Linked DNA regions of Mus musculus: region 2 is linked to region 1. A link is a contact called in public promoter capture Hi-C data. All regions are on one chromosome and are shown on one strand. Each heading gives the region's core, a stretch centred on a gene start, on an enhancer-like site or on the middle of the called end of the contact. The rest is flanking DNA. Distances are from core to core; before and after follow the strand shown. Region 1 holds the start of Nop16 (NOP16 nucleolar protein). Region 2 holds the start of B4galt7 (xylosylprotein beta1,4-galactosyltransferase, polypeptide 7 (galactosyltransferase I)).

Region 1 (4,256 bases), core at 895-3,394:
CTTGCATCCTGAGGGCTTCACAATGCAGTGTTCCACACTGGCAATATGCCTTGTGGTTAAGATCATGATGGAGATACAAACACCTAGCTCTAGTCACGGACCTTCCACTCAGAGATTGAAAACATGTCAGGGCCCAAGAAATGTATCTTCACTTTCTTCCCTTTCCCCTTCAGGAGGTATTCAGAGAGGCAGGGTGACCCATGGGAGGATTCGGTTCCTCAAAGCAACACAGTGACTACAGATCACAAATGCCTTTGAGACGCCTGTGTCAAAAGCTGGAGTGGTAAAGAGATCAGCAGAGTGGAGGGTCGCAGAGGAGGCTGCACCGGAGTAAGAGAAGTAGTCAAAGAATGGTGGTGGTGTGTGTTTGAACATCCTGACTCACAACAGGACCACGACAGGCCTCATCTACAGGCTACAGAAACTTGGAAATTGCTGGCAAACTTTCCCGTATTACATCAAACAGCTCACTGAATTAGAATCCCAAGAATGAACATTTGGGAATCTCTACTTTTAACCAGTGCCCCAAGTAACTTGACAGTGCCGAGGAAAGTTTGGATAGCACTAGGCTCTATGTTCCTCTTTCACAACTGGAGAATAAACCTCCGGCCTCACAATCACTATGTACTGTACTGCTGAGCTGTACCCTCAGGCCATTTTAAATGATACAGAGTCTAAGTTACTCTACTGAGTGATCTTGCATTTTTTTTTTTTTCCGAGACAGGGTTTCGAGACAGGCTCTGTATAGCCCTGGCTGTCCTGGAACTCACTCTGTAGACTAGGCTGGCCTCAAACTCAGAAACCCACCTGCCTCTGCCTCCCAAGCGCTGGGATTAAAGGCATGTGCCACCACTGCCCGGTGATCTTGAACTCTTGAAGTCATGTGCAGTCAGGCAAGATTCTTTCTTCTCCCTCAACCTTCAGAACAGTTAAGGCAATAGGCATGCACTGTCAGACCTAGCTGATTTTTAAAGGCCAGTCCTACTGACAGCCTGTTCCCTCTTAAAAATTTAAAGGAAAAATCATGGTTTTGATCGTAGGAATGAGATTAAGAAATAGTTCATCACATACAAGTGTAATAAGCTTTTATTAAGTAATTAAGGGGACGCATCACAAATAGAAGCATGCAACCCAACTGAAATGAACCTGGGATTTTGGGAGCGGGAGGGGGCAGCGGTGGAAGCGCAAATCAGTTACAAAATCGGCCACTTCCTCACCCAAATGACAATAAGGTCCGGTCTGAAACGGAGGGAGCAAGTCTGACAGGGATGTCTGTTGTTCCTGGGTTTTGTAATGGTTTCCATGGCGCTTTAAGACCCGGCTATACTCAGGCTTGAGACTTCATAGCAGATGCCGCTAACCCCAACAAGATGGCTACGACCGTGAAACCCTGTGCAGCGATCCGGGTGCGCATCATGAGTTGGGATCGGTGGCTCTGGCCGCGGTGGAAGCAGTAAAGGCCATAGGTGAGGGCAGCCGCCGTCCCCAGACAGCCTGGGGAGAGGACAACACACGCGGGAGGCAACAGGTCGGGTCCTGCAGGTCCCTTAAGGATGTAGCCCGTCCCAGCTTTCCCAGAGCCACAACAGGAGGGCAGTTCTACAGTCTGCTTCATCTAGTCCCAAGCCCCGCAATGCATTCCGATTCGTTTCAGTCACCCCCCACCCCGCACCGTCATTTCGTCACACCTCTGGTCCGCTCCCCTTCCCAAACCCCAGGCTTACTTGATCCACCCCTATTTCCTTTCCCTACGAAACCGCTGTCCTCTCGGTCTTCCGTTCCTACAGCACACACTTACCTATAGGCACCATTGGGTTCTCACGGGTCTTGCGAATAAACTTTTCCTTAAAGCCCTCTGGGTTGGAGTAGACCGTGGGGCTGAAGCCCTCGATAACTGGGGGCTTGGACGGATCAAAAGGCGCCTCTGGACTCACAGGACCGGGAGCCGCCATACCCACCAGCACAGAAATAGGTAGGACACAAATCCGGACACCGGACCCCGCCTTCTGATGAGGTCACTACGGGGCGGGGAAATAGCTTGCTGAGTGTAGCACGCAGGCGCCATTGCCCGTTGCTTTCTGGGAGTTGTAGTAAGTGAATGTGGAGGCACTAACTACTAAAACTACATTTCCCAAGAATCCTTGCGCGCACGGGTGGACGGAGACTATTAACACGCGGCTCTGAGAGCGTGGTTCTTGAGTTTGAGCTGCTGTTTCAAGGGTTTGAGCTGCTGTTGGGGCAGTTAGCGAGATGCCCAAGGCTAAGGGAAAGACTCGGAGGCAGAAGTTCGGTTACAACGTCAACCGAAAGCGTCTGAACCGGAATGCTCGTCGGAAGGCAGCGCCACGGATTGAGTGGTGAGGGGCCAGTTTGGAGGCGGGGGCCTGGGCTGGGATCTAAGGTGAGGTGACAGAATCTCGATTTCTCTCTCTCTCTTTGATGTTAGTTCCCACATACGACATGCCTGGGACCACACCAAATCCGTGCGGCAGAACCTGGCGGAGATGGGGTTGGCCATGGACCCCAACAAGGCGGTTCCCCTCCGTAAGAAGAAGGTACTGATAACGCAAAGCACTTTCCCCATCTCCACACTAGCCGCTTCCTATTTTCCTTCCCACCTGACGTTCCTTCACTGAGCAGAGTTTCAGAATTTGTTCTCTCTCTCTCTCTCTCTCTCTCTCTCTCTCACACACACACACACACACTTACTTCCCATATTTGTGATAAAGTCATTTTGCTTGCACTAATTCTGGTCAAAGACCTTTAACGACCTCCTTTATTCACGCCCCCTCCTCTGCTTACCATTTCTTCTCAGGTCAGTGGAATTTTCTAGAATGTATCTTTTTCTGTCCCCCAGAGCTTGAGGGGTTTTTTTTGTTTTGTTGTTTTTTCGTTTTTCGAGACAGGGTTTTTCTGTATAGCCCTGGCTGTGCTGGAACTTACTTTGTAGACCAGGCTGGCCTCGAACTCAGAAATCTGCCTGCCTCTGCCTCCCAAGTGCTGGGATTAAAGGCGTGCACCAACACCCCCCGGCTTACCCCAAGAGTTTTTTTTTTTTTTTTTTTTTTTTTAGTAAAATTATAACTAAGCACTGGCAGGTAAGTCCTCCCCATGAAGAAGCTATCGGACATGGCTCCCTGTAACTTATAAAGCGCTCTTCATGCACATGGTTTTTGTGGTGCTACTACACAGCAGAGTAAGGAAAGCATAGATATAGGCAGAAAGATGAATTGCTTGTTAAAAATATTACTGTGGGTGTCATATGCAACTGTATGAACATATCATGTGTGGTGTGACATGTGAGTGTGAGCATTAACATACCATGTGTGGTGTGACATGTGAGTGTGAGCATGAGCATACTGTGTGTGGTATGACATGTGAGTGTGAGCATGAACATACCGTGTGTGGTGTGATCTGGTTCTAGTGACTTTGGGCAAGGATTTTCTGATACAAGACATAGTTGTGTTTCCATAGGGAATGTCCTTCCCTAACGTTGGTCAAACTCTGACCAAAGGTGCTTGTCTGTTGGTCTCAAACCTGTTCTTTACAGGTAAAGGCCATGGAGGTAGACACGGAGGAGCGACCCCGGGATCTTGTACGGAAGCCCTATGTGGTAAATGGTGAGTGTGGGCTGTGTTCTTCTACCGTCCTGTCCTCTCTCATGTAGAAAGGGCACTCTGACTCTTCACTCTACAGCCAGAGAGCCCAAGATTCAAAGAGAGAGAAACGAAGAAGTCCAGGGTTCACAAGTAGTACTGTGCCCTGGCTGAGTTGTTTTCCAGCTAATATTGATGAGATTTCAATGGATGAACTAAGGTAGTAGACGCTCATACAAGCTAGAACTGGGTGTCTGAAAGGACGAAGAAGAAGGTCTCAGGCTTGTGCCCAGTTTCTCATGACTCGAGAGCTTGGCCTGTCATTTAGTCTGTCCAGTGATACATTTACTCCCCATGTGTTCCTGCTGTAGAGAGAGGCACACACCCTGCAGGAAAGAGAATATTCTTTGTTTGTTTGTTTGTTTGTTTGTTTGTTTCAAGACAGGGTTTCTCTGTGTAGCCCTGGCTGTCCTGGAACTCACTCTGTAGACCAGGCTGTCCTCGAACAGAAATCCTCCTGCCTCTGTCTCCCAAGTGCTGGGATTAAAGGTTTGCGCCACCACACCGGGCTGAGAATATTCTTGAATCCTTGCCTAACCTTTTCCCTACCTGTTGTAGGTTTATTGTGTGTGTGTATTTTTTTTAATTAATTTATTTTTA
Region 2 (4,122 bases), core at 541-3,040, 1.0 Mb before region 1:
TAGAGCTACCACCCAGTTACTACACTATTTTATATATGTCCCATGAATCTTTGCCACTGTGTCAAAAGCACTGAATGGACATCAATCTATTTTTCTGAGAACACAATAACAGAAAATGATCAGAAGATGGCAATTCTCCTCTATAAACTATCTTCACCATTCTTCAATGAGCCCTTACAAGTAGATATTATGATATTCATTTCAGAGATGGAAAACCGAGGTCAGAAAAATTAAGTGGTCTATTTCTGGCCACCATGGACCATGCTTCTACTATATTACTGTCACCTTTTAACACCAAATCTGAAAAAAAAAAAGAAAAGAAAAAGAAAAAGAAACAAACACCCCAAAAGTGTGTCCACTAAATTCTAGAGCCTTACAATATCTAACAAATGTGTCATTCATTAAGTGAATATACACTAACGTGTTGGGGGAAAGAAAATGGGGGCCCCCAACCATAAATTACATTGTTCCTCCATACCTGTGACTTTGTTATTGTTATGGATCATAATATAAATATCTGATGTATGCAACCCATGGGGGGGCGCGACCCACAGGTTGAGAACCACTGGACTAGCCCAAGGTCCAAACAAAAAGATGCTTCAAGCCTAAAAGTGTAATGCCCCATAAATCTAGGCAGGAAAATCACCTCCGCCATTCTGTTTCAGTGAGAAATATCTTAAACTCGGGTATGAGCCAGACTCACACCTAACACTTAAAGCAGACCCCCACACAAGTACAGCAGCACAGGAAATGAACTACTGGGTGTGTCTAGTATAAGACAGGCAATGGCTAACCAACCAGGAAGAGAACACAGGAAGCTCTGTCTGGTGTGATCTTCCCGGCCAACCGCAAAGTATGAGAGGGCATGAAGGCGAAGGATAGGATTTGAAGTCACATGGATATGACGGGGCAGACAGAAAATAAATAAATAAATAAATAAAGACCTTCAGCGCCACAACACAGAGAGATCCGCTGTAAGAAACGAACAGAATCATCTGCTACATGAAAACAGACAGACAAACACACAAAGGCACAGGAGAAAGAGTGGTTCTCAGCCTTCCTACTGCTGCAGCCCTTTTATACAACTCCTCACGGTTGTGGTGGTCCCCAACCATAAATGTCGTCGTTATTCCACATTTGTGGTTTTGTTATTGTTATGAATCGTAACATAAATGTCTGATATATGCAACCCAAGGGGGCCGCGACCCACAGGTTGAGAGCCACTGGACTAGTTCGCGGTCCAAACAAAAAGATCAATGGAGAGAGCAAGGCAGAGACCCAGACACAGGGACGCGCAGAATAGAAGCTAGTAGGAAAAGAGAGCCGTGCAGACAATACCAATGACGTTCCCCCCACCCCCAGAGAACCACAAACACTCAGGGTGACCCCCAGAAACCCAGATGCGACAGCGTAGGGCTGCTAAGATTTGCAGGAGGTCGAGAAAAGGAATGGCACCCAGGGGGACGCGGCTCCTGCCCGTTGCGGCCGCTCACCTGCCATCCTCCCAGGGCAGCTGCGCCGCTTTCCTCCGGGAGGGCAACATCGTGGCGGGACACAGCAGGACATGGGGCTCTGGCTCAAAGCCCCGCTGCCCGGCCTGCCCAGCCTACGCGGCGTCTCCGCCCCCGCCCCGCCCCCCGGTCCGCCGAGTCCGTCCCTCCGGTTGGGCCGGCTGCACCTCAGAGCCACAGCTTATAAGGTTCTGCTGTCTGGAGAACCGATGGCGGGACCTAGCTAGGTTCTCACTACATACAAGGGCCCACTGGATGTCACAAGAAAGGGAGTTCCCTCCCATCACCCAAGTCAAAGGCGACCAAACAAGCTAGAGACTAGCTGGAACTAGACGTGTACTGCATAACAGAACGTCTGGGATAAGGTACATCTTCCTCCTTTTTCCCCCAAGTGAAGGCTGGTATCATCGCAGCATTCCTACGGTCAGCCCAGCAGAGAAAGCACGTACTCTTGGAGCATAAGATCCAGTTCAGAATTCGGAGCTGATCTCGGAAGACTGATTGTGCTTCAAACACTGCTCTGATAATTTAACAACGCTGAGGCGAGTCGATTTCTCTGTGACGGTTTCATCACTTGGGTTATATAAATTGTTCGTATTCTGTGTGGTCATTGTAGGAAACGAAAACCCATTTGGTGCAGTGCTTGGCACAGTCACACTATATAAATGCTGTCGTCCGATTTGAGAACCTAAGGAATGAATAGGAGACTGAGCCGCCTCTTTGCCTGTGTGAATTTATCTACTCTCTTCCCCTCTTCCCCACCTGGGAAAAGAGAGGCAGTTACTAGACTTCATGTCTGTTCTTTCAGGCAAAATTTAATATTCTAATAAGTACCTAACATTTATTAAGTTTTACTTTGTGCTACTCATTTTTTTTTAAGATTTAGTTATTATATGTAAGTACACTGTAGCTGACTTCAGACAGTCCAGGAGAGGGCATCAGATCTCATTACGGATGGTTGTCAGCCCGTGAGCCACCATGTGGTTGCTGAGATTTGAACTCAGGACCTCTGGAAGAGCATCGAGCCATCTCTCCAGCTCCTGTTCTAAGTTCTTTATGGCTGTGCTTTTATTCAGTCTTTATGAATAGGTATTATTTCCATTGTGAAGATGAAAGGACCAAGGCACAGGCAGGTCATTGGTTTGTGTGCACAATCTTTCCAGCCACAATCCATGATCTCCAATTTCAAGTGCATTGTTTCAAGGTAGATCTTCACTATTGGTTAAGTTAATTGTTCTTAACTTTCTTTCCCCTCTTAAACCCTAACAAACACAACTCAATGATTTGCTCTGTGGCTCACCTAGGGCTCTGCATCCCACACCAGAAACTTACCAAGTCAACCATAGATGGGGCAGACCTTTTTTTTTTTTTTAATTTTCTTTTAAGATTTATTTTATATATGTGAGTACACTGTCACTCTCTTCAGACACATCAGAAGGCATCGGATGCCCATTACAGACGGTTGTGAGACACCATGTGGTTGCTGGGAATTGAACTCAGGACCTCTGGAAGATCAGTCAGTGCTCTTAACCACTGAGTCATCTCTCCAGCCTGATGTGGCAGATCTTAAAGGCAGGATTGACCTCCTGCAGAGACCAGTTAGGCAGGGCCATCAGGCGATAAGACAGTCAGGTGACCTGTTGCTCTAGTGTTAGACCTCAAACTCAAGAAACTAAATTTTACATAAAAACCCAAATTAGCCAGGCGGTGGTGGCACACGCCTTTAATCCCAGCACTCGGAAGGCAGAGGCAGGCAGATTTCTGAGTTTGAGGCCAGCCTGGTTTACAAAGTGAGTTCCAGGACAGCCAAGGCTGTACAGAGAAACCCTGTCTCGAAAAAAACAAAACAAACCCAAATGAACTGCTTTTAAATCAGTGTTCCGTTATTTGTCATGTTGACACTTGGCACTCTTGGTGAGCAATGTCAGATGGTTTTGACAAACCCGTCAGCACCTGCCCGCTACAAGAAACCATAGCAAGGATGGAGATCGTGATGTTCACAGGTGGAGACTACCCTGGAGTGTGAGGCCTTGTGCCCTCTGGAAGTTACTACTCCCACCCACCCTCTTTTTGTTTTTTCCAGACATGGCTTCTCTGTGTAATAGCCTTGGCTGTCCTGGATTCACTACATAGACCAGGCTGGCCTTGAACTCACAGAGATCTACCTGCCTCTGCCTCCTGAGTGCTGCTATTAAAGTTGTGCACCATCACGTCTGGCCTTGTTCCATTCTCTTAAGTCCAAGTATCATCACACCCACCAAGAGTAACTACAGGGCTGGAGAGATGGCTCAGCAGTTAGGAGCACTGACTGCTATTCTGAAGGTCCTGAGTTCAAATCCCAGCAGCCGCATGGTGGCTCACAACCATCTGTAATGATATCTGATGCCCTTTTCTGGTGTGCCTGAGGACAGCTACAGTATACTTATATATAATAAATAAATAAATCTTTAAAAAAAAAAAAGAGTAACCACGAACAGTTTTTCTTCCTTTTTTTCTTTTTTCTTTTTTATTGGGAAACCAATGTAACAAACCCACATTCATTGAAAATAAACTCAGTAACTAAGACTCTGTAGGCTCTGTTTCCAACCAGCACCAAAGTCTCTGCTTGGTT

The links. Capture Hi-C pulls out chosen DNA fragments and counts their contacts.
Region 2: a promoter capture Hi-C map of liver shows a contact between it and region 1, with 3 times the contacts expected there. The contact joins the promoter of B4galt7 here to the promoter of Nop16 in region 1. A contact is called at or near these places in 2 of 39 promoter capture datasets (the C10 cell line and liver), 1 of 115 datasets of contacts at active chromatin or transcription factors (astrocytes) and 1 of 9 other capture datasets (liver).

What each region holds. Positions count from the first base shown.
Region 1 is chr13:54,587,962-54,592,217 of GRCm38.p6, reverse strand. It overlaps Nop16 (NOP16 nucleolar protein), which reads left to right and starts at 2,144. Exons shown (of 5, transcript NM_178605.4): 1 at 2,144-2,357; 2 at 2,447-2,555; 3 at 3,551-3,620. The coding sequence starts at 2,251. Higd2a (HIG1 domain family, member 2A) reads right to left here and starts at 1,987. Exons shown (of 2, transcript NM_025933.3): 1 at 1,799-1,987; 2 at 1,071-1,494. The coding sequence starts at 1,952. The coding sequence ends at 1,328.
Region 2 is chr13:55,597,564-55,601,685 of GRCm38.p6, reverse strand. It overlaps B4galt7 (xylosylprotein beta1,4-galactosyltransferase, polypeptide 7 (galactosyltransferase I)), which reads right to left and starts at 1,790. Exons shown (of 6, transcript NM_146045.2): 1 at 1,494-1,790. The coding sequence starts at 1,543. Tmed9 (transmembrane p24 trafficking protein 9) reads right to left here. Exons shown (of 5, transcript NM_026211.3): 5 at 3,989-4,122.